Linked DNA regions of Sus scrofa: regions 2, 3, 4 and 5 are each linked to region 1. The links are chromatin contacts, called in public Hi-C and promoter capture Hi-C maps. All regions are on one chromosome and are shown on one strand. The core of a region is the stretch at or near the end of the contact, and the rest is flanking DNA. Distances in the headings are between cores, read along the strand shown. Region 1 holds the start of FOXO3 (forkhead box O3). Region 2 overlaps ARMC2 (armadillo repeat-containing protein 2). Region 3 overlaps ARMC2 (armadillo repeat-containing protein 2). Region 4 holds the start of ARMC2 (armadillo repeat-containing protein 2). Region 5 holds the start of SNX3 (sorting nexin-3).

The links. Promoter capture Hi-C pulls out the DNA fragments that hold promoters and counts their contacts. A called contact is a pair of places that touch in the nucleus more often than the background predicts.
Region 2: a Hi-C map of liver shows a contact between it and region 1, with 2.7 times the contacts expected there. The contact joins the enhancer-like site here to the promoter of FOXO3 in region 1. A contact is called at or near these places in 3 of 5 promoter capture datasets (fetal liver, fetal skeletal muscle and liver), 15 of 47 Hi-C or Micro-C datasets (alveolar macrophages, brain, embryonic fibroblasts and 10 more) and 2 of 2 datasets of contacts at active chromatin or transcription factors (alveolar macrophages and skeletal muscle).
Region 3: a contact with region 1 is called in a promoter capture Hi-C map of liver, with 15 times the contacts expected there. The contact joins the enhancer-like site here to the promoter of FOXO3 in region 1. A contact is called at or near these places in 4 of 5 promoter capture datasets (fetal liver, fetal skeletal muscle, liver and 1 more), 12 of 47 Hi-C or Micro-C datasets (alveolar macrophages, blood, embryonic fibroblasts and 5 more) and 2 of 2 datasets of contacts at active chromatin or transcription factors (alveolar macrophages and skeletal muscle).
Region 4: a contact with region 1 is called in a promoter capture Hi-C map of fetal skeletal muscle, with 4 times the contacts expected there. The contact joins the promoter of ARMC2 here to the promoter of FOXO3 in region 1. A contact is called at or near these places in 4 of 5 promoter capture datasets (fetal skeletal muscle, liver and skeletal muscle), 7 of 47 Hi-C or Micro-C datasets (embryonic fibroblasts, epiblast stem cells, fetal liver and 2 more) and 2 of 2 datasets of contacts at active chromatin or transcription factors (alveolar macrophages and skeletal muscle).
Region 5: a contact with region 1 is called in a promoter capture Hi-C map of fetal liver, with 2.4 times the contacts expected there. The contact joins the promoter of SNX3 here to the promoter of FOXO3 in region 1. A contact is called at or near these places in 2 of 5 promoter capture datasets (fetal liver and liver) and 1 of 2 datasets of contacts at active chromatin or transcription factors (skeletal muscle).

The regions. Positions count from the first base shown.
Region 1 is chr1:74,627,963-74,632,095 of Sscrofa11.1, forward strand. It overlaps FOXO3 (forkhead box O3), which reads left to right and starts at 1,733. Exons shown (of 2, transcript NM_001135959.1): 1 at 1,733-2,350. The coding sequence starts at 1,733.
Region 2 is chr1:75,068,216-75,072,348 of Sscrofa11.1, forward strand. The region is part of intron 18 of ARMC2 (armadillo repeat-containing protein 2); the gene reads left to right. SESN1 (sestrin-1) reads right to left here. Exons shown (of 10, transcript XM_021090855.1): 2 at 2,501-2,566; 3 at 1,102-1,302; 4 at 138-320. Among named protein-coding and RNA genes, the nearest start is that of SESN1, 100 kb to the right of the region's middle. Within about 2 kb of position 2,471, at least 20 of the 83 cell types and tissues checked have an H3K27ac peak or open chromatin away from gene starts, as enhancers often do. A contact at or near this core is called in fetal skeletal muscle, liver and skeletal muscle, where this site is marked.
Region 3 is chr1:74,963,959-74,968,091 of Sscrofa11.1, forward strand. It overlaps ARMC2 (armadillo repeat-containing protein 2), which reads left to right. Exons shown (of 19, transcript XM_021090841.1): 6 at 1-35; 7 at 3,443-3,496. Among named protein-coding and RNA genes, the nearest start is that of ARMC2, 42 kb to the left of the region's middle. Within about 2 kb of position 1,788, at least 31 of the 83 cell types and tissues checked have an H3K27ac peak or open chromatin away from gene starts, as enhancers often do. A contact at or near this core is called in alveolar macrophages, embryonic fibroblasts, fetal liver and 4 more, where this site is marked.
Region 4 is chr1:74,921,588-74,925,720 of Sscrofa11.1, forward strand. ARMC2 (armadillo repeat-containing protein 2) reads left to right here and starts at 2,237. Exons shown (of 19, transcript XM_021090841.1): 1 at 2,237-2,400.
Region 5 is chr1:74,348,053-74,352,185 of Sscrofa11.1, forward strand. SNX3 (sorting nexin-3) reads right to left here and starts at 1,683. Exons shown (of 4, transcript XM_021090786.1): 1 at 912-1,683. The coding sequence starts at 1,007.

The DNA.
Region 1 (4,133 bases), core at 483-2,982:
TTTCTTCTGGGCCCGCGCCACGCTTTGTTTTCTTTGAGGCTCGCGGGAGGGAGGAGGAGCCCGGCGGGGAAGGCTGCTGGAGCCCGCCGTGTCCCGGCGCCGATGCGCGCCGTGACACCCAAGCCCGCAGCCCCGGGGATCTGGGCCGCGCACGCGCGCACATACACACACACACACGCGCGCACACGAGCGCACCCGGGCACGCTGCCCAGCCCTCCCCCTGGGCGGGGACCCGCTCGCCGTCAGCCTAGGTTGAGGCACCCTGCGTGTGTCTATAACTTTGTGCTGCTGCCGCGGCCGCCCTGCTCGTGGAAGGGAGGAGGAGGAATGTGGAAGGCGGCGGCGCGCTGGCTGACAGGCGGTTCCTCAGGCGGGCTGCAGCAGCGGCGGCCGGAGCGCCTCTCCTTGGCTGAGGTTGTGCGCCCCCTCCTCGCCGCGCCCCGGGCCCGCGCGGGATTGTGCGTCCTCCCCCCTCGTCACTGAAGGGAAGGAACCGAGGTAGGCGCCGGAGCTGTGCAGCGGGGCGGCCGCCTTCCCGGTGACTCCGGATCTGCTTCCGAGCTGGGCCAGGCGCTTCCCTTTTCCCTCCCCGTGACTCGGTGTGCGCGCCCTTCTTCTCTCCCGCTAGTGTTTTTAAAGGACTTGAGTGAAGGGGGGAAACTGTCAAGATGGCAGCAGTGGGAGCAAGGAGGTGATGAACGTGCTGGTCCGGGTTTTCTGTTGGCCTGGGAGACTTGTGCTTCCTGACCTGTTGGAAGATTTACGTTTCGACTACTCCCCTCCCCCCCGTTCTTATAGGGAAAGGGGTGGAGGGCACAACGCCCGCGAGAAAATAAACCACACCACCCCCAAAGTGGCCGTTGCTGCTCAGCTCGACCCTTGGCAAACACCCGCTGAGCTGCTTGTCTCCCTTCTTCCCGTCTTTCCCTGTTCCTGGAAGTGACAAGGGCCCGTTTGCGCTCGGACCCACATTCGCCCTCTCGGCCCGCGGGCGAAGAGAGGAGAAGGGGACTGCCCGCGCAGTCCTCGGGCTCGGGTCCTCCGCTGGGAGGGGATGGCAGGAGAGCGCGGAGGCGGCGGGGCCGGGACCAGGCCGGGGAGAAGAGCCGAAGACGCCACAGACTTTGGCGGCGGTGGCGCCGCGGGAAGCACTTGTGCGGGCCGGAGCGAAACATAAACAAACGCACGCACACCCGGGCTCAGGCTCCGACCGCGTCTGGGCTGCGCCAGCTCGGGCTGCTGCCCGCTTTAAAGGCGCGGCTCGCGCCCCTCCCCCGCCCCGCCCCTCCCCCTTCTTCCCCGCCCCGCCACCTAGCCCAGTGGAGACCTGCAGCTCCGCTGGCGGTGGCGGCGGGGGGAGGGGGTTGCCCCGTGCGAGCCTGTCGATTCGCTCCTGTCTCCCCCGCGGCCTGACCAGGGGGTGGCGTCTGCAGCGCCAGGTTCGCGGGACGCACGTCTCCAGGTCTGCCTGCTCCTGGGAGGCGGGCGCGGTGTGGTCGGGAAACGGCGGCGGCGGCGGCGGGCGAGGACTCGCCGGGGACTGAGCTCCAGCCCGGGATAATCAACTCTCCTTCTCTCTCCTCTCGTGCTTTCCCAGGCGGCGGCAGTAGCAGCGGCGGCGGCGCCCGGGAGCCCGAGCCTTCGCGGCGCCCCCGTCCCTCCCCCGCCGCACCCCGCCCCGGCGCAAGAGGAGAGTGTGAGAGCCGGAGCCGCGGGCGGGCAGGCGGCGAAGATGGCAGAGGCGCCGGCCTCCCCGGTCCCGCTCTCTCCGCTCGAAGTGGAGCTGGACCCGGAGTTCGAGCCCCAGAGCCGTCCGCGCTCCTGTACGTGGCCCCTGCAGAGGCCGGAGCTCCAGGGGAGCCCGGCCAAGCCCTCGGGGGAGGCGGCCGCTGACTCCATGATCCCCGAGGAGGAGGACGATGAAGACGACGAGGACGGCGGCGGTAGGGCCGGCTCGGCCATGGCGATCGGCGGCGGCGGGGGCGGCCCGCTGGGCTCTGGGCTGCTCCTGGAGGACTCGGCCAGGCTGCTGGCTCCCGGAGGGCAGGAACCCGGGTCCGGCCCAGCCTCCGCGGCGGGCGCGCTGAGCGGAGGGACGCAGACGCCGCTGCAGCCTCAGCAGCCACTGCCACCGCCGCAGCCGGGGGCGGCTGGGGGCTCCGGGCAGCCGAGGAAATGCTCCTCCCGGCGGAACGCCTGGGGGAACCTGTCCTACGCCGATCTGATCACTCGCGCCATCGAGAGTTCCCCGGACAAACGGCTCACTCTGTCCCAGATCTATGAGTGGATGGTGCGCTGCGTGCCCTACTTCAAGGATAAGGGCGACAGCAACAGTTCTGCCGGCTGGAAGGTGCGTACCCACCTCGGACGGGCGGACAGACCCGCCCGGTCTCCTGCGCAGTGCGAGACGCGCCTTCGATTCGTCCGAGCGCGCCTGCGGGCGCCCGGGAGAGGGGTTGGCAGGGAGAGCCTCAGCTGTAAGGCTTTGGGGGTTCTGTGTGACCTCCGGAGGAGGGGAGCCCGGGGACCGCTGCGGACGCGGCGGGAGCGGGAGAGGAGGCTCCTGGGGAAGCCTCAGGCTTGGCCAGATGGGCAGGAGTGCATTTGCCCGATTCCTGGGTTGTAGCGGAGGAGGTACGTCCGCGGCCAGCTTTGGAGCAGGTTTCCCCGTAGTGGGGGTGCGGCGAGGCCGCTGCGGGTGGAGTGAGGGGACTTGTTTGGGAATCAGTGCCCAGAGGAGGGGTTGGATTTGTGGTTTCCAGTCGGTCGCCTAAGCGTGGTGTGTTGAGACTAGCCAGATGAGAACCCCTGTGTCCAAGTTTCAGGCTTGTAGGTGTTAACTCCCACAGGCACATCGATCCCATTACAAAAAGCAGTGGTTGTAAACCTTTTCCTGGCCGGCTCTCTTTCCTTGCGTGTGTTAACACCTTTATTCCTAAGAGGTGTCTCAACCTTAAACCTTCCTCTGAGTAGCCTCTGAGATGATCTGGGCCCCGACCCGGCCAGCCCTTCCACCTCAGCGGGAACTGTCCTGCACCTGCTGCTTCCCCGCTGAGGCCTGGCCTCTGGAGCTGTTTCAAGCAGCGGGTCCAGGAGTAGAGAACCGGGGCCTGTCGCTTCACGTAAGCCTTTGGGAGGCAGGTTTGCTGGCAGAGCTGAGCCATAATGGCTTCTACCTGTAAGTGAACCTGAAGAGAGGCTCTCCACTGTTCCTTTTCAGCCTCTTGGGGCACTGGACACGTGGTAGGGAGAGAGGTGTGGAAAGGCCTATGATGTAATGACTTCCTGCAGTTGGGCATCCAAAGAGATTAACTCCTGTGCCCCTGCTGGGCTGCAGATACCCAGCGGCTTTGTTTTTGCCAGGCCCCCATCTCTGTGATATGAGTTAGTCGGTACCAGGCAAAAGAGAGCCCTGTGCAACTGGAGGGAGATACATATCACTTCATATTATTTCTCAGTTGCTTCTATTAACAAGTTAGCTTTTTTTTTTTTTTTTTTTTTTTTTTTTTTAATTAAAGAGGTAGTTGCTTCCTCCTTCTGTCCCTTCTTTCATTGTCTTTGGGGAGTCCTGTACTTCCTGGGTTCCAGTGGGTGTATAAAGAACAGTTTGACCTTAGTGGAGAACTGAAGCACTGGAGAGGAGTTAGTATATAAAGCTAAAGGATTCAATGTATTGACTTATAATTGTTTAAAAAAAACTTACAAAGTGCCATACGATTTTTTTTTTTTAGTGGTTAGTGTTGGGAAGGGCTTGTGTAGGTACCTTAAAAGCAAAAGGTGTGCTTTGATATTTTTCCACAAATTCCACAGATCTGTCTCATCATTTAACAAATGCTGATACTATGAATCTTATATCTGATTGAACTTTACCGCTTTGCAAAGAAATGTGAGTTGTGTGATATGGGGACTATTTACAGAAAGGATGACAGTTCCATTTCAAAGCAGTGCTAATGTGATACTTTTAAAAACTGAGTTTCCAAATGGATAGCAACTGTAGTGTTAGGAAGGAGTGAATTTATGGGATCTAAGAAGATGGATGGGGGGTTTGAAATATTTTTCAAATTTCTCACATGTGAAATTTAGTCTTACATGTTTTAAATTTGGTGTAGATAACCTGTTAGTTGAAAGTTAGC
Region 2 (4,133 bases), core at 1,221-3,720, 440 kb after region 1:
GTGGGGTGGGGTAGTGGGTAGAATATGGGAACTCTACTTTCTGTGCCATTTTTCTGTAAAACTAAAACTGCTGTTGAAACAGTCTTAATTTAAAAAAAAAAAAAAAAAAAGACACCCTAGATATAGTCTCTACTTACCTCAATGTGTTCTTTGGTAATAAGCCAAGGCCTATGGGCTAACACTTTGTTAAGTTCTCCTAAATTCTGTAGTTTTTGAGGAGCATTCTCTAAACCATTAAGCCACTTGGGGTCACCACCAACATGAAGGAAATCATTTACATGGAGATTCACTAAGTAGGAGCACTGATGTCTTGCTGCAGCCTTAAAAAAACAAACAAAATTACTCTATAAATATTAAAATCTTGAACAACTACAAATCTTTTTTCTTTATAATAAGTAAAACAGCTAATTAAGTTTTTGATTAGTATGGTTTCAAGTTTTTCATATGCTAGAGAGATGAAGTTTTCATACAAAACATGTAAAAATTCACATACACCATAGAAAGCATCTTAGAAATATCTCAAGAACAAAATATCTATTTGAACTTTAGAAAATTTTATTATATACCTACTGTCAGAACCTTGGATTAAGAAAACTTCAATTAAGATGCCAACCATAAAACAATGGAATATTACCTATAAACTGAACATAAATACCTCTACTTATGTCAGTCAACTATTTATAATAGTGAAATAATCTTGTATTCTACTTTTTCTTTTTTTTTTTTTTTTTTCCAAAGCCTATGATTTTTTTTTTTTTTATTATTATTTTCCCACTGTACAGCAAGGGGGTCAGGTCATCCTTAGATGTATACATTGCAGTTACAGTTTTTTTCCCCACCCTTTCTTCTGTTGCGACATGAGTATCTACTTTTTCTCTTATTTAATAGAAAAGAGTTCTCAAGGGAGTATAAATATATATTTCCTTTTCTGTTATACGTGAGAGCATACTTATTTAGAAAGAGGAAAAACAGATACTACCTAACAGGAATCCAATTAGAAGTTAGCATATAAGTGTTTATTCCTTTGTTTTAAGTATTAACCATCTCTTTAAAAGATTAATAAAGCAGGCAGAAATAAATTTTCACTGAATGTTTACAAACCATTATTCCAATGTAGTGCCGATAATGCAGGGGTAATGGGCCATCCATTTGCAGTAGATAGTGTTGAGTTTTTAAAAAACTTTCTAAATATTGTGGGTGAAAAACCATCACTAAGGTAATATTATCCAGACGACCCAAAGCAGCAAAAGAATCTGCAAATAAAGTATGCATCTGTGCGTCTTCACTCCCCACTTGGAGAATCTGTATAAGAGAGGAAAGCCATGGTTACAGAGATTGTAAATTGGTGTTAGAAGAAAGAAAGTATGCATGCACTGCATTCTAAGTGTCATTTAGAGGCAGATTAGCGCTCTTTGATAACTCAGCTGGTAGAGCAGAGGACTGTAGAAGCAGATTAAAATTGGCTTAAGAGGAGTTTCCACTTTGGCACAGTGGGATAAGACTCTGACTGCAGCTGCTCAGGTCTCTGTGGAGGTGTGGGTTGGACACCCAGCCCAGTTCAGTAGGTTAAAGGATCTGGAGTTGCTGCAACTGCAAGGCAGTTCTCAGATACAGCTCAGATTCAATTCCCTGGCCAGGGATCTTCCATATTATATGGGTGTGGCCATAAAAAAATAAAATGAGCTTAAGAAAAAGAAGTTAGGGGTTCTCTTATGGCTTAGTGGGTTATGGATCTGGCATCACTGCAGCAGCTCAGATTGCTGCTGTGGCCTGGGTTCAATCCCTGCCCAGGAACTTCCATGAACTCTAGGTATGGTCAGGAAAGGGGAAAAAAAGGAAGATTATAATTCTACAAATTTAACTCAACTAGTAGCAAGACAGAAGAATAAACAGTCGCATATCTTGTAGTAGGGGAGAAACAACAAATGTCAAACATTAAAGGTCATCTAGATAAGCTGTTTGCAGGCTTGGCCAGAATCCAGATAAAGAAGCAAGATTTAGATGATCAAACTTGCAGAGCCTGCAAACAGACACTAATGCCTCTCCTTTAAACAACACCTACTCTCCCTTAATTTAAGGAGAACCAAAATTAACTAACAGCAAACAATTCTTGTGAAAACAAAGCATAGGAGCATTACATATTTAGTATTAAAGATCCAATCTAGCACTGATACCAAGTTTGCCAAGACCAAGTAACTCAGCTTATGGGCACACCTCAACAACATCTGAATATAAGCAGGTGGCACATCACTGGTCAAAAACAAGTCTTGCCTTTCCTCGATTAAATCTGGGTGTTAGAAAAGCATCACAAAATAGTAGAAATCAACATGACTATAACAGCTTTCTAATCTCACTGATTCACTGCCAAAGCATGATGATTAACTGTGATCAGCTCTGTTGCATATTGTTGACCAGCAGCTGTTCAGATGCCAAGAAGTGGGTCATGAAAGCTCTTCCTTAAAAGCATACAGTTCACTATGTACTTTTACAAACAACATACCTCCTTTTCTGGGATGAATCTACTTGGTCCGTGTCCTAGTGGTCGAGGAATTCTAATTCCAAGTTCCTAGAAAAGAAAATTACACCATCTCAGGCCTCCAGCAGTAAACAACATGAATTGAGGCTACAGGAATGGAAGGGAAAAACAGCCAGTTGAACAGAGACAGGCTTGTTTCGGTGGTTTGTTTTCAGGGCCATATATACATACCAATTCCTCTGTTTGCATCACATAGCTGACAACAGTTTATGACTCTGACTAAAAACAATAAAACCTGTTTCACTAAAACCAGAGTTTTGCATAAAGTACTTGGCAGAAAGTCTAGAACAGAAAGTTCAGCACACAGCAGCCAACTCTGTGGATTGTCAGTGATACAAAATAAGACCAATGTGTTTGTACATCCAAAACCCAACCAACCAAAATATCAATCCCTGTTCATCTTGTCAGGAAATGAAAAAACAGTATTCTCTACCTAGATGTCTTAAAGTGAAAGAAGTATAATTATTATTACATCTATAATAACACTTCAAAAGAACAGAAATTTTATGAAAAATTAAACTTCTCTAAATCCACAAAAGTACGTAGGACATAATTTCTATGAGAAATTAATTTTGAGTTTTCCTTAAATTTTTAATTTATAGGATCTCATCAACTTTGCTAATATTTTAGAGGAGCTCAACTAATTAAAAAATAAGGTTTTCTGCCTTTTGACATAGTGAACCTAGAATTCTATACTTTATGTGACAGTGTAGTGTGGTTAACAAAAACTGACAATCTAATCTTAAAGCTTCTATCTTTTCCCTCAGTAAGTGTGCTTATAGAAACAAAACCAAAATATAATTCAACTTATTTTTTTTTTTACAGGTCCATGTTCTATCAATTTAGTCTCGAAACAAACAACCCCCCGACCTTTAATAATCAAATATTAATCCTTGCTTATATATTACAAACAACTATTACTTCACCCTCTCTCTACTGCTTCCTAAAGTTCTTTGTGATATAACCAGATGCTTTCCTTTTAAAAGAAGAAAAAGATGGGGGCGGGGGGGGGGGAGGGAGGGAGAGAAGGACATGTGGCAGCAATTCAAGAAATCTGGTCCAAGTAAATGAAAACCTTTTGAGCAGAATACATTTTAAAAAATTAAGCAGGCAGGACAAAATGGAATAGAATCCTAATTAGGAGAACTCAATATTCATATTCAAAGTACACTCTATTTGCCAACTAAGCCTAAATTTTTATATATGCTTCCAATAATCTTATATCAGAGGCCAGTGATTTCTTACTCTGATAACTCTACACTTATACCTAAGACAAGAATGTCTAATAACCATAGGGGAGGCACTAAATTCACTGGTTAGGCCATGTATATGTCTATCCTATAACAAATGTAAGGGAAAAAGCCCACATTCCTGCTATTTAAAACATCATTTTGGCATAAATGCAGCTGTTTATATGAAATGATGACTCCTAGCCTAACTGCTGAATTTCTGATTCAACTATATACCTATCAAACAAAATAAACTTTGAGGCTAAAAATTACTATTTATGTAATAGTAATTTCTTTAAAATTTTTTTTTCATTTACTTTACTATCTTATTTAAAATGCATTTTATCAAAACACCTATTTCATGGGCT
Region 3 (4,133 bases), core at 538-3,037, 340 kb after region 1:
CAGCTCAGGCTGGAGCAGGCTGGACACCAGAGCAGGTGAGTCCCCCATTTTCTTAGAGGTCCCCAGGGCTCAACCTCCTCTTCCGCATTCCCATGAGCAGGAAAATCATGTGCACTGTTGACTTAAAGATATGCACAACTTAGGAGTTCCCTTTGTGGCTCGGTGGTTAAGGAACCTGACTAGGATCCATGAGGATGTGGGTTCAATCCCTGACCTCGCTTTAGTGGCTTAAGGATCTGGAGTTGCCGTGAGTTGCGATGTAGGTCACAGACACAGCCTAGATCTGGTGTGGCTGTGGTGTAGGCCAGGAGCTACAGCTCTGTTTTGACCCCTAGCCCAGGAACCTCCATATGCTGCAGGTACAGCCCTAAAATAGCAAAAAAAAAAAAAAAAAAAAAAAAAAGGAAAACTTAAAAGTTGGGAGTTTAGTTTATTGGGAGCAAAACCTGGGCTATAGCCGGGGAGGCCACATTTCAAAGAGCTCTGAAATACCACTCCAAAGAGGTGGGGGGAAATGTCAGTATATATATGCTTTTGGTGAAGGGGGAGGTACATGCAGCCAAGCACACATTTTATAGGTCACTGCTGGTCACAAGGAGCAGATGTCACCGTGAAGGATTTTAGTGCTTTTCTAGATAGGAGGAGATGCAAGAATTGGACTCATAAAAGCTTCTCCTGAAAATATCTACCGGAAGACCTGTTCTGCCAGTTTTCCCAGAGCACAGAGCGTCCTACTCCTGATCTCCATCCTGAGCTCCTTTCAGGGGTGTTGAGGGTCATGCAGCTGCAGCAGCTCATGATTCAATCCATGTAGAGGCAGATGCCAAGTGCCAAACTCCAGTTCATAGCACTAAAGGATCTGATGTTGGCTCACTCTTTGAAAGTGCCAGGAGCTTTGTCCAACTCGGTCACATATCAGCATTTATTTTTTGTAATTTTTCATTATTTTCACAACAGCCTTAGCGCTCTTACCATTACCCGGCTTTAGTGGCTCAAACATATAGAGATTACAATCTTAATGCCTGCACAGAAATTATTGTGTAAAGGCATTTGAAAGATTGCAAAATCTGGCCTCCACATAGTTCTTAAGTTCAAAACTTGAGTCAAAATCATTGCTCAATTAGTTGAAACTGTTTTAATTATATGAAGTCAGCCCTTTGTGGCTTTAAACTGTTTGCTATATAACAATATAAATTACAGGCTAGGAGGGCTTGGGATGTATTCATGCAATGAAATATAGCAGTTAGAAAAACGAACTAGAGTGCACTTATAATATTGAATGAAATGAGTACAGATATAACATTATGTGAAAAAATTAAGTCCCCAAAACAATGGTGTGTATTGTTTCTGGATTCAGATCTATGTGGTAAACATGTAAAGTCAAGCATGATTAAAAAAAATAACCGTTCAATTTGAGTGTTGGTAACCCTTGGGGAGGGGGCTGAATGGGGGAGGTACACAGAGGGTATTAGTAATAAGTATAATGTTTATTTCTTTGAAACAAGGAGAAAAATGAAAATACAGTTAATATTTGACAAAACTGTGGGTAACACAGGTGTTTGGTTATATTCCTTATACATTATATTCCTTTTTGAGGTGCATGAAATTTTACAAAACCAAACAAATATTTGGTTCAAAAAATATTTTCTTCTCTTCAAGACTAATTTCTTATCAATACAACAACTTTTGTGCCCAGTGGGAATTTCTGTAGCACTCAGGAAAATCTTAGACAGACTGATTTCCACGTCAGCATTGTTGCTAAGCCTTTTACATGTCTAAGCTAAAAACAGCAGCCAATGAAGATTGTGTCAAGTTTTTGTGTCCAGAACTCAAAGCTGCGGTTAAGAACTATAACCACTGAGACAGCAAAAAAATCTTCAAAAACATGCTGAAATTTCTGCTCGACTTACCCAATTTCCTGTTGAATCATAATTTTTATATTTAGCAACCTGTGAACCTAGATGAAAGTGCTTTCTAAAATATCAGGTTGTTGCCCAAGACTGAGACAAACTTTATTTATTTATCTTCTGCGGATCTTAAAAAGTAACCATGTGACCCTGGGCTGCAGTTTCTAGGGCAGAAGCCGGGTTCTTGTCGAAGATGGGATTTTTTTGTGGCGAGCAGCGTTGAAGGAGGTGCGTGAGGGGAAAGGCTGGAGCCGGCCACCACTGCTCGCACAGCGGTTCCTGGGAGAGGGTTGAAAGCAAACTCTTGCACCACAGGGTCTGGCTGACTTCTGTTCCGAGAAGAAACAAGTCTTAGAAACATGCAGGAGGGCCTGCGAGAGCCTTTCCTTTCCAAAGGTTAAATAAACTGCTCTGTGATTTCTGGCTCACCCCTGTAATCCAGCTCTTCCTGAGGTGCACATGATAGCCATTGCGTTTGTCCTGAGAAATGGTTTGATAAGCATGTTTTCTCATAGAGCGCGCCTACTAAAGAGCCTGTTACATAGAGGTTAAAACTGCTGATTTGGACCAATTGGACTTGAAGTCCATATTTCTCACATATTTAAGTGTGTCATAAATATGTGTCGATTAAAATATTCATCTGACTTATGATCTCCTGGCTTTCCCCTGGCCTTTATGTAAGTCGATTTTACTCACCATATTCTGGAATTTGAATATGCCCCACACCTGGAAATACAGCAGCTCTGTTTTTTTATACTGCTTGACTAGTCATGCTCACCTTTAGAATCCATACCTGTAACTTAGCAACATTAGGGCAGGCTCATAAAAGTAATGATCCAAAGAGATGGAGGTGGTGGTCTCCAGTCCTCTATCAGTGGTTCTGCAAGCCCCAGAGCTCTGAAAGCTGAAATAATGTTCAAACTCACTGAATGGCGATGCCTGACCTGTACTGCTGGGAGGCCAATTACAGCCTTTATTGCATTAGCACGACTAGCCACACACTTTGCTGCAGGACGCTGTCCCAGAAGACGCTGCTGGCGGTAGCATGGAACATGCAATGTGGACACCAGCTTGCCTGACTAAAATTCAGGTTTTTCTGAATCCCCAGCCACATCTATTCCCAAAGGCTTTGGCTAAGGGATAGTGAACTGGTACAGACTGACTTTGTCCTAGAGACAATTCAACTCTCTGTCATAGTGACTTCTTGCTCATGGATTAGACAAATTCTGTGCGACCTTGCTATGAACCCTGTCGACAGCACCTACGATGTTTAATTCCGGCTTTGTTGACATCCTTTCTCTCTGCTTTTGCTGTCCATGGGCTCTTCCTGCCCTGTGTGCATCAACCCCTGGTGGTATCAGGAAGGTTTGAGGAAAGGCAGGCCTAGACCCATTGCATCGGGGTGGCCATTTCCAGCATGGAGTGCATCGGGGATGGCCTGTGCCCTGGGTGGGATGACTGTCCTGCTGCTCTGGGTGATCCATTGCCATGTGCTTGGGTGATTTAGTATGTGCTGTGTGTTTTTTTCTCTTCAGGAGTAATACAAGTACATGAGAGGATTTGGAAAATACAGGAGCACACAAGAGAAGGTAATAACCCATAATTGCAATACTTGAAGGTTCTCATTGTTATCCCCATTTTACAGGCAAGAAGTGAAGCAACTTGCCCAAAGGCAGCCACTCGGTGGCAGAGCTAGGACTCCAGCCCAGCCAGCGACTCTAGAACCAGTGCTCTTACCACACCTCCCTAGTCTACTTGTCTTACCTTTTCTTAAAACAATCTAAATATATACAGCCTGCACCCTTTCACTATACCCTCTTTTTCCGCAGAAACTTCAGATTGCTGATATGATTTGTAACTCTCCATGGGACATTTTTAGGGTCCAGGCACCCACTGAGGGTACCAGGCAATTGCTACCAGGACTCCTTGAGTCCGTATTGACTGGGTGCCAGGTGAAGGCTCTAGGGGGGGTGCCTTCTGAGAAGGAAGGCTGAGGATTTTGTCTCCAGCCCTGCTTCTGAGCACCCAGCACAGCAGTGCCCCCTCCAGCTAGACTGTCAGCATTTTCCATCTTGAGATCTTGCCTGCATGGAATATAATCATGATCTGGAGTTTCTAATATGATTGACAGTTCTCCCCAAAGTTACCTTTTAGCTTGCCATTTTGTTGCAGGGCACAATAACCCTCGAGAGGTCAAGTGCGCTCTGTGACCTTGGGCACTCTGTG
Region 4 (4,133 bases), core at 987-3,486, 290 kb after region 1:
CAGAGTTGCATTTTGGGATCACATCTCACAAGTAGTGAACTCAAAATACTAGGTATGGTTTTATATTAAACAGACAAAGGTCTCTTTGCACAATGGCATCCAGTGGCCAGTGAAAGGGACTTAATGATATGATAATTTAAGTCCACTCAGTCACTGGAAAAGATTTTAACCCTGAAGAATACATATGCTTTGTTTCAAGCCCTAAAATTATCCAATCAACTAACAAATATTTATTGTATGTTGTATCAAAATCCTGTTGGGTACTTGGGTTGTTTTTTTTTTAACTTTACGGGAATACAGTTGACTTACAAAGTTGTGTTAATTTCAGGTATACAGCAAAGTAAACTAGTTATACATATACATATATCCATTCCTTTTCAGATTCTTTTCCTATATAGGTTACCATACAGTACTAAGTAAATTTCCCTGTCCTATACAGCAGGTCCCTGTTATCTGTTTATTCTATACATAGTAGTGTGTATATATCAATCCCAACCCCATAATTTATCCCTCCTTCCTCCACATTGTCCCTTTGGTAAACAAAAGTTTGGTTTCAAAATCTTTGAGTCTGTTTCTGTTTTGTAAGTCCTATTGTATCACTTCTATTAGATTCCACAGATTAATGATCTCATATGATATTTTTCTTTCTCTGGATGACTTACTTCACTTAGTGTGATAATTTCTAGGTCCATCCATGTTGCTGCAAATGGCATTACTTCCTTCTTTTACGGCTGAATAATATCCCATTGTATGTATGTACTACATCTTTTTTTCTTTTTCTTTTTTTTTTTTTTTTTGGCCATTTCTAGGGCCACTTATGCAGCATACGGAGGTTCCCAGGCTAGGGGTCTAATCGGAGCTGTAGCCGCCAGCCTACACCGGAGCCACAGCAACTCGGGATCCGAGCCACTTCTGCAACCTACACCACAGCTCACAGCAATGTCGGATCCTTAACCCAGTGAGCAAGGGCAGGGATCGAACCTGCAACCTCATGGTTCCTAGTCGGATTTGTTAACCACTGCGCCATGACGGGAACTCCTGTACTACATCTTCTTTATCCATTCCTCTTTTGATGGACGTTTAGTTTGCTTCCATGTCTTGGCAGTTGTAAATAGTGCTTCAGTGAGCACTGGGGTGCATGTATCTTTTCAAAATATGGTTTTCTCTGGATAGATGCCCAGGAGTGGAATTGCTGGATCATATGGTAGTTCTATATTTAGTTTTTTAAGGAACCTCCTTACTGTTTTCCAAAGTGGTCACACCAGTTTACATTCCCATCATCCTATTGGGTACTTTGAAGAATACTTAGATTCCTTTAGCTCTGCTTAATATCATTTCCCACCTAGCGCAATGTCTTATGCATACTATGTACTCAAAAATATTGTCAATGTAATTATTCTTTACAAGATACTTAGCACCAAGGGATGTGGCATTTTTCCAATGTTGACAACAACACTTCAGCTGAAAAATCCCCATATATATAAAACGTGGTGCAAACTTGAATGGAGAGTGATTATGGTCTCACTTGTATTTAACACTGTGAAGTGTTGCTGAATGTCTAATAGGAGAGAACAGAATTTAAACCAGAAACATATAAACGGGGTTCTTTTCACCAGTCAACTGTGATAACTCAGTAAGAACAAAAAACGACTGCTGATGAAAGGCCTAGACTTGAATCTACCACTGTCACCCACTAGACCACAGGCCTGCATGCTGTCTTCTGTTAATGGGGATGCCAAGCGGCTACCTCAGGGTGTCAGAACGCTCACAAAGATAATATAGAGTGAAACACCCTTTGTAAACTCTATAGTGCTTCACAAATGCAACGTGCATAGCACTTTAAATCTATTTTCTCATTCAAGCTTCACAACACCACAAGACCTAGCTAGATTTTATTATTTCCTTCTATTTTACAGAGGAGACAGACATTAAGCAACTAGTTCAGGATTATACATAACCACAATTTGAACCATTAAATCCTGAAACTCCTAAACACTAAGCTGCCATCCTCCTATTTAATAGGGGCGCTGAGATCTCACACGGATTCAATAACCGTGATTCCGTAAATTGCTAATTTGAAAGGTGACACCTTTCCCATCCCAGCTCTTCCCTGAGCATCCCTCGCCCTTTCTCGCTGCACCTGAAGCTCCAACATCCAGCCAATAGCCTTCCGCAAGCTCTTCCTACTCTCCCACCTGCCAGCGCCCCCGCTCAGCGTTTCTACGCATGCGTTGGAGAGACCTGCGCAGGCCCAGTGGGCAAGTGGCGCGGAGGGACCTCCTCGCACCTCCTTGCCCGGTCATGCCCCGCCTGCTCTTCTTGGCTGCTGCTGCTGCCTCGGGAAGCCTGGAGGATGAGCTGAATCTCCGCGGTTGTTACTCTCCCCGGCGCTAATTACAGGTGCTTTGGGTCTTGCCGGAAGCCCCCTTCCCTGCTCCCACCCCCACCCCCTGGCTTCTCCCTCCCAGCAGCTACCTGGCTATGCAGAGAGGCGGCCCCGGGCGGCCAGGGTAGGTAGTTTGTGTACGGTTACCATGGAGACGCTAGCCTGCCAGGCTAAGCGGGCGGGCCAGCAGACTGGCAAGCTGGCCTGGACCGGTGGAGGAGGGGGCTTTGCTGGGAATGGGGGAGCCGCTGTCCGCTGATCGGGAGGTGAGGCGTCCTGGCGACTGCCCCTTTCCCGCAGTCGGCCTTTCTGTTGGCCTTTCTGGGGAGAGAGGTGATGAGTTCCCTGTTCATACTCTGGGGTCAGCGGTGGCTGTCTTTAGGTCTATACACTGAGCGTTTAGCAAGCGCGTAGTGCTTATTAGAAACTCAGGAGTATTTGTTGAGTGAGACTGATAGACTGAGGAGCTTTGTCTAGGCAGACACTGACCCAGCCAGGGTCACACAAATTCTATCTGGGTTCGGGTAGGCCACAGATACGGTCTTAATAAATAGGTGTATGCAGCGATATACATTAACGTATATCCTATGTACACATAATGCCTTTTATTATCCATTCCTGTGAGTATCACAGCAGATCTTCCATCTCACCTTGATTTAGAACTATTTTATTTGGGAGAAAAGCAAATACCACTCTTTTTGGGTATCTTATTGAATTCTGATTAATTGTTTTGACAATAGCTGATAGTCAGTAAAATACTTAATAAAAATTGTTTTCAGGAGTTCCCGTCGTGGCGCAGTGGTTAACGAATCCGACTAGGAACCATGAGGTTGCGGGTTCGGTCCCTGCCCTTGCTCAGTGGGTTGACGATCCGGCGTTGCCGTGAGCTGTGGTGTAGGTTGCAGAAGTGGCTTGGATCCCGCGTTGCTGTGGCTGTGGCGTAGGCCGGTGGCTACGGCTCCAATTCGACCCCTAGCCTGGGAATCTCCATATGCCGCGGGAGCGGCCTAAGAAATAGCAAAAAGATAAAAAATTTTTAAAAAATTGTTTTCATAAAACAAAACACTTTGGTTTAATCTTTTATAAAATGTATGAAAACACTGTATAAATGCCATTTCTTTTCTTTTGCAGTTTTTTTTTGATGCAATTTTTCATTCATAAGAAAATTTTTGTTGCATCCTTTTATCACATAGTGCTTGTACAGTAGTTAACATTTTTAAGGGGCCAGGCACCATACTAAAGCAGTTTACATGAATTATGCCATTTACTTCTCAAAACAATCCTATGATAATTACTGTTACAACACACATTTTACAGGTGAGGAAACTAAGGCTTAGAGATGTTCAAAGCCTTGCCTAAGGTTACATAGTGAATTCTCAAGAATATTTGAAGCTTTACTCTAGCATCTGAGCATTTAACCGTTGCTTCTTTGGATGTTCATATTAACACAAAAGTCATTCAGAATCATGGTAAGGGGCTTGAATATTTGATGGCAGGAAAGAGTATGGAGATGGCTGGTCTTTCCTTTGTTGCAAATATCCTGATAGTGCAGTGTTGTATTTAGCAAGAAGACTCTGTTGCAGGTGACTTAGCAGCAGCATTAAAGATGGGTCTTTGTAAGTGGGTATAAACTGTAAACGATGACTTGTAACTTTCCCCCCAACCAATAAGAACTATTTTGTTCAATAAGGTCTCCAGTTTAAAATTTCATACTCCTGATGTTGTTCATCCTCTAGAGGTCCTGTAA
Region 5 (4,133 bases), core at 433-2,932, 280 kb before region 1:
AGACTGAAAGTGAAGCAATATTCTCAATTACCATCTTTCAAATCATCTGAATTACTTACTGCCAACAAATTTTAATTATGAAATTATGAATGTGTTTCTACTTCAACTGATTCCTTCATTCAGTGAAGTGCAAATCTCTAAATTAAGAGAGCAAGATCCCTCAACGAACAAGCTTTTCTTAAAGCAGTTGTAGTTTTGTGAGGAAGGCAACATTCCCCACTTCTCACCCTTTAACAGACAGTGACCCAGAAAGCTAGGGCCGATCATTTCCAATTGCAGTTCTCGCCCGGCTCAGCCCTACCACATTTGTCAGAGGCTTTTGTAAACTCCCCTGAGGTTCTGTTCAGGGAAGCGTACAAACGAGGTGAGTCTGGTAGCTCGGGAAGGGCCTCAAGCAATCAGCTAGGCTTGGCCACCTCGGAGAAAAGTGTCCAGGAAAAGAAAACTGAAAAGGCTTCAACTTTGAGCAAATCCCCTTTCTCAGTCACATTTAGCTCCCTTCCCAAAGAAGAGCTGTGTTCTCGAAAGATCTACCCCTTTCCAACTCAAATGTCATTCCGAGATCAGCTGCCTGAGGGGCAAGCGGCGTTCAACCCACGCCCTCTTCGCGTACCGTCCTCAAGTGCCAGCACGGGGCTCAGGTCACTCTGCAACTCCCAAGCCAGCCCAACACGAAGAGGGGCCCTCGCCCCCGACCCCGCCCGTGGACAGAACTGCCCTACCATGTCAGCCAGCAGCCCCGGACTCAACAGCCAAGGCCGCTAGGGAGACGCGCTCCAGGGAAGGCTAGGGGCACCAGGGAACTATGGGAGGGGTCTCTCTGTAGGGGGGAAAGATGGCCTCACCTTGACCCTGATTTCATAGGTGGTAAAGCGGCCCCGGCCGACCCCCACTGTCTGCGGATTGCTCACATCGATCTCGAGGAAGTTGCTGGGAGGCCCGTAAGCGTCATTCAGGTTCTGCGGCTTGGTGATCAGCCGCCGGGTGTCCGCCACGGTCTCCGCCATTTCGCTGCTGTAGCCGCCGCCGCGGACTCCCTCCGCCCCCTCCGCGATCCACCGACGCCGCCTCTGCTGCCCGCCGCGGGGACACCGGACTCGCGCGCAGCGGTCGCAAGGCGAACGAGCACGTAGAGCGGGCGTTCACCCTTGCGCGCGAAGCTCCTCCCCGCGCCGCTCTGGCTGCTGCCTCTTGAGCCCAAGCAGGAAACAACCCACCCGACGGAACGCTGCGCCCCGAGGCCGGGAGGCCCAGCGGAAGCCACGGAGAGGAACGGCGAGCTCGCCGGCGGAGAAGGAGAGTCACGGGTCTTGTAGGCGCGAACAGATTCCGGCCAGACTACAGCGCCCACAATGCACCGGGCGAGCGCGCCGCTACTGGGCTGCGTCCGAGGTGCTATGGGACCCAGGACCGGAGTGCGGGGGCGGGCGCTTCCTGTCTTTATGTATCCGCCTAGACCTGGAACGGTGAGAAGAACACCGGAAACGATCTTAGAGGCCTTGGTAGCTGCCAGACAAGTTAAACAACGAGATGGAAGAGATTTGCCTGCAAGTGGAACAGAACTGCCTATGCTAACTCAATTCCGACATATCCACTGTCTCACCATAAACCACTGAAAATGCTTTTCTAGATAACCTTGAACATATGCCTCAAATGATGATTTTGATATCAACTTGGAGTCTCACTGGACACGTGTCTGGTTTGGTAAATTGAAGGTGGGAACAACTTAATGACGTCATATCCAACGGTCAAACCGTTTTGGGAGACCGATGGGCTAAAATTAACAGGTAGTATATGGGCCGAAGCCTGCCTTGAATTTCTGATGTTTGAGTGATCTGCAGCTTTCCCCCTTCAGTTACAAAATTTAAGTAAGTTTTTGTTTTGTTGCGTTTTTGCTTTTTTTAGGGCCGCACCTGCAGCACATGGAGAGGTGGAATTGGAGCTGTAGCTGCTGGCCTACACCACAGCTCATGGCACGGCTTGAGATCCTTAATCCACTCAGCAAGGCTAGGGATGGAACCTACGTCCTCATGGATGCTAGTCAGATTTGTTAACCCCTGAGCCACTATGGGAACTCCAGTAGCTTTTTTTTTTAAGGTGATAAAACATCGGTACAGCATTTGAAGTGGAACTCGGATAAACCTTTATCAGAAATGAAAAAAAGACAAAACAATTAAGTAGATCATAGTTGATTGCCAATAAATGCAGACTTTGAGCATTGAGGTAGAAGGATAGATGTCTATTCCTGCCCTGCCTGGGGAGTTATGGCCCTTGATGTTGTTGTATCACAGCTCTTTGTGTGTGTGTGTGTGTTTTATGTTAGATTCAGAAAACCCATTCTCTTTAAATAATCTGATCTGTCCCTTAAGCTGAAAAGTTGTCTGAATCATTAGCAGCCCTTCTTAATAACACTAAGTACAGTTGGTATTAAAAAAAAAATGAGGAGTTCCCGTTGTGGCTTAGTGGTTAACGAATCCGACTAGGAACCATGAGGTTATGGGTTCGGTCCCTGGCCTTGCTTAGTGGGTTAAAGGATCCGGCGTTGCCGTGAGCTGTGGTGTAGGTCTCACACGCGGCTCGGATCCCGCGTTGCTGTGGCTGTGATGTAGGCCAGCTACAGCTCCGATTCGACCCCTAGCCTGGGAACCTCCATATGCCGAGGGAGTGGCCCTGGAAATGGCCAAAAGACAAAAAAAAAAAAAAAAAAAAAAAAAAAGAACACGTAGATTATTTTCAAGAAAACTCTACATTCATTCATTCAATAAATATTTATTGAAGGCCTACTCGGTGTTTTCCACTTTTTTTTTTTTTTTTTTGGCCTTTTTAGGGCCACACCTGCGGCATATGAAGGCTCCCAGGCTAGGAGTTGGCCTGCGCCCAAGGCACAGCAGCGCTGAATCCAAGCTCTGTCTGTGATCTAAAACACAGCTCACGGCAATGCCAGATCCTTAACCCACTGAGCGAGGCCAGGGGTCAAACCTGCAACCTCATGGTTCCTAGTTGGATTCGTTTCCACTGCACCACAATGGGAACTCTGTGTTTTCCACTTCGATACTGGAGGTAAAAAGATGGAGAAGGTATTGAAATTCCCTGAGTTCATGAGGGTAATTGTCAAATGTATGGTTTCTCTTGGGGAAACAGATAATAAATAAACCAACAAATAATATAACTGCCAATATGATTGGTGCAGTAAAGAAAGGTGGATAATGTGATAAAGAGTGACCCAGGGGTTCCCTTCACGGCGCAGTGGTTAACGAATGCCACTAGGAAGCATGAGGTTGCTGGTTCGATCGCTGGCCTGAGACCAAATAGACACTTGACTGTTCTGACTACAGCAGTGAGCTCAAGAAATGTGTATAAATGACTCTTTGAATTGGAGTATTTAAAATCTAAGAGACCAGGAACCACCCTATTGTGTTGTCATCTGTGACACTAGAACAAAGCAATCATTTGGCTATTCTTCTATCTCATTCCCTGGAGGCCACTCAGAGCAGCCTTGGGCAGCAGTAATAACACTCGCCTGCAGTGGGGAAGCAGCCATAGAAGGTAGCAACACAGTCAAACAGCTAGAGAAGAGCTCCTCAGGACTTACCCACTGGCTCAGCTGGTTTAGGATCCTGGCCTTTGTCTCTGTGGTGGCTCAGGTTCAGTCTGTGGCATGGGAACGTCTTCATGCTTTGGGTGTGGTCAAAAAAAAAGAGAGAGGGAGAGAGAGAGGAGAGCTTCCCAGGATAAACATCAGGAAAAAAATTATTTTTCAGGAGATCTGATTATATTCTCAGAAATATCCATGAAGAATAAGCTACTAGAATTAACGAGAGAATTTAGTGGCTGAATGAAAGTAAAGAACTTAATTTATAATTTTCCTCCATCTAGGTATTGTCTAGTTAGACTGGAAATGGAAAAAATATCCTATTCACAACAATGACCAAAAGTCAAAATAAAAACGAAACAATCATAGGAAGGAAAGCACAGGATTTATAGGAACAAAACTGAAATTTTATTAAAGGATGTAAACCAAAATCTATATTAAAAAGATTCCATGTTCCATGATAGGAAGACTTAATATTAGAAAAATATCATTTCATCTAAAATTGATAATGCAAATACAATCAGAATCCCACTGTGGGTGG